Linked DNA regions of Mus musculus: region 1 is linked to region 2. The links are chromatin contacts, called in public HiChIP or PLAC-seq maps. All regions are on one chromosome and are shown on one strand. Each heading gives the region's core, a stretch centred on a gene start, on an enhancer-like site or on the middle of the called end of the contact. The rest is flanking DNA. Distances are from core to core; before and after follow the strand shown. Region 1 overlaps Morc1 (microrchidia 1). Region 2 holds the start of Morc1 (microrchidia 1).

What was found. HiChIP or PLAC-seq counts read pairs in DNA pulled down with a chosen protein or histone mark.
Region 1: a contact with region 2 is called in an H3K27ac HiChIP or PLAC-seq map of embryonic stem cells, with 20 read pairs. The contact joins the enhancer-like site here to the promoter of Morc1 in region 2. A contact is called at or near these places in 3 of 39 promoter capture datasets (the C10 cell line and embryonic stem cells), 6 of 484 Hi-C or Micro-C datasets (embryonic stem cells and nephron progenitors), 5 of 115 datasets of contacts at active chromatin or transcription factors (embryonic fibroblasts and embryonic stem cells) and 2 of 9 other capture datasets (adipose tissue and liver).

What each region holds. Positions count from the first base shown.
Region 1 is chr16:48,477,626-48,481,423 of GRCm38.p6, reverse strand. It overlaps Morc1 (microrchidia 1), which reads right to left. Exons shown (of 27, transcript NM_010816.1): 9 at 1,471-1,596. Among named protein-coding and RNA genes, the nearest start is that of Morc1, 48 kb to the right of the region's middle. Within about 2 kb of position 1,908, at least 12 of the 459 cell types and tissues checked have an H3K27ac peak or open chromatin away from gene starts, as enhancers often do. A contact at or near this core is called in embryonic stem cells, where this site is marked.
Region 2 is chr16:48,428,868-48,432,787 of GRCm38.p6, reverse strand. It overlaps Morc1 (microrchidia 1), which reads right to left and starts at 1,551. Exons shown (of 27, transcript NM_010816.1): 1 at 1,386-1,551. The coding sequence starts at 1,447.

The DNA.
Region 1 (3,798 bases), core at 659-3,158, 48 kb before region 2:
ACAGATCCAGAAGACCCTTGGTACCTCCCACAAGACTGAGATTGATGGAGATGAAACACTGTTTGATATTTACTAGGAAATGAACAGCCTGACATGAATGAACAGAAATCCAAATTGGAGCTGTTGAGAAATCCACTGTTGTTTGGTGAAGTCACAGAATTAATCTGTATTTTTAATTTTACATCTCTTTGAGGAGTTTTTCAAGCACCAGGCCAGCAGTTGAGATTTCATGACACCATAACAACATGATAGCAAAGATGTTTTACCAAAAGTAACCTGATATATAGAGAGAAACACCAAATGAGGACTGGTAAAAAGAAAAGAAAATGGAACCAGAAGATTTGAGTTTTTATTCAGATCTCTAACATCATGATGGTTTAAAGCAAAACAAAACCACAAAGCCACTGTAGAAAATAATATAAGTAAAAGGTACCTATTTAGCCCTCATTAAAACATTGTTTCTCCTAGTGAATTGTAAGTTCCTTAAGTGAGACTCGTTTTTTATTTCTAGTCTCTGTACCTGTATAATCTGACACATGGAATGTGCTAACCTCTACAAATCAATGGCTACCCAGAAAAAACAAACCAACAGACAAAAAAACAGTACAAATAAGAAAAGACCATTGGAACTTCATAAGTATTTGGGCAAGACTGATTCTATATTATGAAAATTCAAGCTTAAATTTTATATTAAATATGTGTATAAAATAAGGGGCTGGGGAAATGGCTCAACAGGTAAGAGCAATTGCTGCTCTTCCAGAGGTCGGAGGTTCAATTTCTCGCACCACAGATCAGAACTGTCTTTAACCCCAGTTCCAGGGATCCAGTGCCCAATCCTGCTGTCAGTGAATGCTGCATACAAGTGGTATATAGACATGCATGCAGACGAAAGATCCACAGATATAAACTAATAAAATAAAATAACTTTTAAAAGAAAATAAAAATATATGTAGTAAAATATAAGTGGATCAGGTATTTTATACATCTGCTCATCCTATATGCATACCATGCATAACTGTAGGCCATGAATTGCTTAATGATAGGGATGGTATGTTACAGTCTGAGAACTAGGTCAGCAGCCACAGTGTACTTACAACACTAAGACACTTACGTCACTATTAAGTGGTAAAAATCCTATGGAATCACTTTCTTGTAATCTCATTCTGAAGAACATTACTATATAACAAGACCATATGGAGCTTAATCGTTCTAACATACTACTATATAAACTCAAAAACACCTCCAGTTGGGTTCTCTTCTTGGAAAGAATCACAACCAAAGCGTGAAAGTGAACAGCCAATTCCTACTGAGCCTTATCCAAACTTTGCTTGTTCCCTGAAGTGTTCAGTCTTTCCTGAGAGCAACGTGACACTCTTACCATCAGTCAATGCCTTCCTCTTGACAACCTGAGGAGTTATATCAATTTTATATGTTAAAAAAAAAATCAAGGAAATAAAGGAAACATGTTACCTGGGTTTGTAGAGGGAATAACACAGATGCTTTGTTTGAACTCTTTTGGCCTGAATAAATATTTTCATCCGGGGTTCAAAATACAGAACAGCTGTGTAGGCTCTGAATGACCGTCTCTCTGGAATTCTAAAATAGAGAATTCGAAAGGTCACAGTGTGCAGGGTACCATTCTCTTTGGGAAGATTAAAAAAAAAAAAAGAAATGTTCTACTAGTGCACTCTGTCTTAGTTTTAAACACCATGATCAAGGCAACGAATGTAAGGAACCGGTTACACAGGGTGAGAGTTCATCACGCCAGGGCAGCAGGGCAGCAAGCAGCAGACATGTTGGCTAGGGCAGCAGGTAAGAGCTTCCGTAACAAACCACAAGCAGAAAGCAGAGGGAGTGCTAAGTGGGAATGGCCTGGGCTTTTGAAACTTCAAAGACCACACCCACACCGCTAGTGATACTCCTCCTCCAATAAGGACACACCTCCTTCTCCTTTCCAAACAGCTCTACCAACTGGGCACTACATAGGCAGACATATGGGCCCTGGGCTCAGTCTCTTTCAGATTCCTGTATGCTCTTAGAAACCTTTTCCCAGAACTAACGATGCTGCAAACACAAGCAAATCTTACCACACTCATGGCATTAAGCCTCTGAACAGAAGGCAAACACAGATAACATTTGCTTTGGTCAGAACTAAAATCTGTTGGCAGCTAACCAACTAAGAAGATACATCAGTCACAGGAAAAATACTTTACATTAGCTGGTCCAGTAATTGACGCAGAACAAAAACTAAACAAACAATGTAATCTTCCTGTTCAAACATAACTAAGAGATTGTAGGTCCACGTGAACAAAAGGAATTTCTACTAATCAGTTGTGAAGAGAGAAATAAAATTGGGGGGAAAAGTCTCATTTGCTTTCAGAACATTGAAGGGGACATATAACACTTAACTCCGTACGTAATCAGGTATTAGAGTAAGTTCTTATGGTCAGCTGAGAGAACACTCTAACAGGATGGATGAGTGAAGACAAAGAAGAAAGAAAACAGATCGGAAGAGAAGACAACCAGGAATAAAAAACAGTAAACTGCATGCTCCTGGGAGGTTGCTGGAACACTGTGCCTCTTAGCAGACCTTAAATGTTAGAACCCACTTGTGAGCTGTAAATATTCTCCAAATAGACAAGAAATGCTGGGCAAAAGCAAACCAAGCCAGGCTTAAGAGGTGGCGTTCTGTGCTTCTAAGCTGCAGAAAAGGCTCCGAGATTAAAGAGAAAGCAGGAAGCCATCTCTCTCTGGTTCAGAAGGAGACAGAGATGATGAGGTAAAGCTCTGAGGTCCATCTGAGGGATCTGTTCAGCAGGCACTCAGTCCAAGGGCAGAACTCCAAGGGACTCTGGAAACTGAAGGTGAAGCCCTAAGTAATCCAAGGGTTTTCTGGTAAGATATAATTTCCTTTGGATACCATCTGAAGCTTGATCAAAGATCAAAGGAATTCCTTTCAATTGTTCCAATTTTCTGACATAAATCATGTCAAAGTGCCTAGGATGTGGCTGTTATGCTATAAATATCAATGCACTTTCTAATTTATTTTTAAATTGGCATATGAAGTAATGGGTTTCCTTATTACAGCATGTGCATGCATATGTGTCATTGCTAATACACTTTGAATGCAACAAGAGACACTATCTGCATTACAGTATTGCACTGTGATGCTGCAGTTTCATTTAGTACCCCAGGGGTTAAACAATTAAGTATCCCTTCACTTAGTCGAGAAAAGAAAAACAATAGTTCTTGGGATGCTTATAAACATCCGAAGGAATCCTGCCAGTGTTGAAATATTTTCCCATCCTGTGATTGTAAATCGCCCTGGAGCTGCTAACTCCTATCTGTACACTTCTCAGAATGGACACATTGTTGATACTTCAAGGTTAAAGTCAAGAGTAACTCAGAGAGATTGGGGATTTCAATCAGTGGTCGAGTGCTTGCCAAGCACGCACAAAGCCCTTGGTTCAATTCCCAGTATAGCAAAACAACAGCATAATTTATAGCAGAGTTTATGAAGTGGGGAGGTATGGTGAGAACTCAAAGTTCTGATATACACAGACACACACACCATATGCAAAATGAGAGTAGTATTTCTGTTTGTTTGGAGGCCCAGGATAACTTTTTTTGGAGAAAATCTGTGTAGTCCTGGCACTTGCTATCTCACAGAGATCTTCCTGCCTCTGGCTCCGGAGTACTGGGATTAAAGGCTGTGTACCACCACGCCAATCCTCAGGACAACTATGGCCCTGCAATCCTTTTGCCTCGGCCTCCTTATTACTGGGATTACAGATATGT
Region 2 (3,920 bases), core at 302-2,801:
CCAAGGAGTTGAGAAGACAGCCCATCCTTCCAGCTTAAAACCACTCTCCATGGCAGGTATGCATCTGCTTAGCACAGCCTATTCTCCTCTGTTACCTTAGAATCTCAGAGTGTCCTACAAAATACGACAACCCTCTCCTGGATCTCTACACACTTCCATTCCTGTCCTTAAAACCTGCTCCATCCATCTTATCAGTTGGTACTTTCAGTAAATAACAAACTACTAGGTAATTCCTAAACACCAACACACCGCATGAATGACAGACATACCATCCACTGTTGTACTGTGCCGAACTCGAAGTGACAAAATTCAGTCACTTGCCTCTGCAACCTAACTGCAGTAGCCTTTTCTAACCCATGGTTTTACTTTTTTGCGGATCTTCATTACCCTTTGTATCACTCCAAAAATATTAACTGGAAAGTTCCAGAAATAAGCTGTCCATACTTTAAGTGGTGTACCCATCTAAGTAGGATCATGACCTTGCTTTGCTCTGCTCATCATGGTGTATGGTTGCAAGTGGTCTGTATTATTATCCTAGTTCATCTCTTACTCTTGTCTCCATCTTCAACTTTACAACAGGCCTCTATGCATAGGAAGAGCTGAAGATATACCAACACAGTCAGATCTTTATTTTCATTTGTAGTTCTGTATTAACCCAAATTTTAAAGATGCACTTGGGGGATTTTGGTCCATTGTCATGGTTAGGAACAGACTGTGATATTTCTTTTCTATTTTTAATTTTTTGTGCAAAGGTGTTTCGGTATATGTACATCGGAGTATCACAGTGCATGCCTGGTACCCAAGGAGGCCAGAACATGGTGTTAGGAGTTACAGAGGGTTGTGAGTCTCCCTGTGAGTGTTTCAAATTGAACCCCAGTCCCCTGGGAGAGCAGCTGGTTCTCCCAACTGCCTTGTCTTGCCTCTAGTCTGACAGCATAACAGCTAGTTAGACAGCAAACACATGTGACTCAGCACAAAAGGAAAAGTACCGATTACTGCCCACTGCTGTTGAAATCTACACAAGCGAATTACTCTGTTTTTGGTTTTTTGTTGTTTTTTTTTTTTTTAACAGTGTCTTCCAGAGTGTCGGAGTAAGGATAGAAAGGATGGGGGATAAGTGTTCCAATTTTTCTGGCCAATATTTAAATTTGTTAAATGATAAACATGGGACCATCCTTCCACTCGGCTTTACCTGAAGAACATCAAAATTATTCAGTTATTATCCCCAGATATAGAGTTACGACTTCCCTGCTAAGTCCTCACACACAGCATAAATACATTCTTAAAGCAGTCCTACCAAGTTCATTAAGCTTTTGTTTTCCAATTGAGTATGGTGGTGGCACGTGGACAAAAACTACCCCGTTCCAACCCCTCTGGAAACTCACGAATTCGCGTGGATGAAATCCAGATGCAGTTTAGCCCTCTGCAGCAAGGCATATTTGTCCATGTCTTCAGGCACCACCTGCGGACAACAGAAGACGTGGATGTCTGACCGGAAACTGTTGGCCCACGCCCACGCCTACGTCCACGCGTACGGCCTGGCTCACTTGCAGAGTGGGAGCTCAACAGACGCCTTCGCCCCCTGGTGTTCTCAGCGCTGAAGCTCAGCCTGCTATGTGGCTCTTCTCATGGAGATTCTCATTTTGATGTTGTTGTTGCTGCTGCTGCTGCTATTATTGTTTGTTGCTGTTGTTGTTGTTTTGCTTCTGTTGTGGTTGTTTAAGACAGGATCTCTCTTCATTGTCCTGAGTATCCTGGCACTCACTATTTAGACAAGGCTGGCCTTGAACTCACAGAGATCCACTTGCCTCTGTCCCGCACATTCTGGAATTAAAGGACTGTGTCACCGTGCTAGGCCCTTCTGGGAGATTCTTGAAAGCTGTTAGAAAGTGTCTGGTTTGGCCTTTTTTTCAGAAGTGGGATTTCTATAACCTCAGACTTCCCTCTTGCTGGCAGTTTCCATCACTGTCCATCTGAAAAGTAGGACATTGTAACTGAATCAGAAGAGAGAGCTCTTACCCTCCCCCTTTCTTTTCTGCCCCTTCCCCCCTAGTTGCATGAGCCCCAGAAAGATAAAGTCATTTCTTCTTACTTGAGTGGTCCACTTGCACTCTTGTATATCTTGGGTATAATTGCGTCTTCTACATTGGGGGGTCGGGGTGAGAAAAAGGCAAGCAAGAGGAAGAGCTGAGGACAGATAGCAGACTTTAGACAGGCTGCGACATGCAGGCATTTCCCTCCATGTTAACAGCTGTCGCCATCTGCAGGGGTCACGATAGGTTTCTATTTGTCCTCACACCTGCACTGCTGGCCTGTGACCAAATCCCATCAGTAGACTCAACTGAGCCCTGAATTCTAAGTCACCAAAACCCAAGAGGAAGCAACTTGTGTCAAGGATGATGGCGGGACATGACTGATAGGCTAAGAGGTGACTGGACCTCTCTGATGTAGTCAGACCCATCCAAGGCGAAGGCTGATTGGCTTGGAGACTAACGCGGTTCAGTTCTGCTCAGCGAGTATTTCACATACTCTTCCCAAAGTCAGAGAGACTCTTGAGTGGAGAGTCTGAAGGAGACAGTTTTGTGATTTCAAAGTGTCAAACAGGCAATAAAGCCCTCAGAAAATAGAAGCAAAAGTGTGAAGTGTGGAGCAGTCACTGTAGGAAGAGAGGAAGTCTCTTTCAGCTGCTACATTTATAGGGATCTGGGGAGGAAACGGGAATTTGAATTGCAACCCAAAGGAACACTCGCTCTGCTTTAATTTGCAGACTGAAAGTGAACGTAAACATTCCGAGTAATTTCTCCTGATTGCATTTGTCTTTTAACCGTGGCTGCCATGGTTGGCGCTCTTTCAATAGCCACACTCCCTCTGCTAAACAACCTAAATTATCTTTCCCAAGTCTTCCTTCAATAGAACTTCACAAATGATATTCTATTTTCATATTTTTATGGGAAAGAAAAGCTCAAAGAGCCTCTTGCAGATTTATTTTATAATTCCCATTTCCAACTGCTGTCTCAGAGCAACTTTACTTGGGGCTGGGGCAGGCCAGGGGAGGGTGCACCAGAGCCACTAGCCTGTAATTAGTAAAGGCTGTAATATCTACCAGAGAAAAGGATCCAATTATCACAGAAGCAATCCCTCTAATAATCTGAGCAGAGTCTTCCTGCTGTCAGTATGTAGCCCCAATGCACAGGCAGTGCCGGTTAATGTGATGATGTGGGGGAGGGGAGTCCATGGAGCTGGTAGGTAAGTAAGAAGCTGAGAGTCACAGGGCACCATCCCAAAAGCCTCCCTCCTCTGTCAGTCACCCTTGTACAGTCAAATCTAAGCATACTCTTCTTCCTGGTATACTCAGGGCAGTCCCCGTTTGGCCTATTTCCCCCAACCCTGCTTCAAGATTCATTTTAACACCATTTCATGATAGGAATGCAAACATAAAGACAGACAGAGGAGGTGACAGGAGACTACCATTTGATCCTCTCACGATTGATCCCGATTTTAAAGAGAATCACCTCAGCTCTCTCTAACTAAACATTTTGTGGTTTGTGACTACATATGCTACACAAAATGTCACTCTCTTTCATTTAAATGAGGATGGATAAATGAGCATTTCATTACTTTTGAAGAACCACATTTAAATTCAGAATAAAGTTGATAAATTTGAAAATTGAAGTTTGAATTGGCATCCAGAAGGGCTGCCATTTCCTAAGAACGACAGATGCTATTATTAGCATATTCTAATAAACATGGAAGATGGCTGCTGTAAAGCTGACAACATTTGAAAGGGCCAATGACCGGCAGTTGGAATAAGTCCACTAGTTCTGGAAATTACATATAGCATCCTGGCTAAGTTTCTTATATTCTTTCAAGTCTGAGTCTCTTTACTGTGCCTCCATCTCTCCCAGTTTCCTGCATGTTGG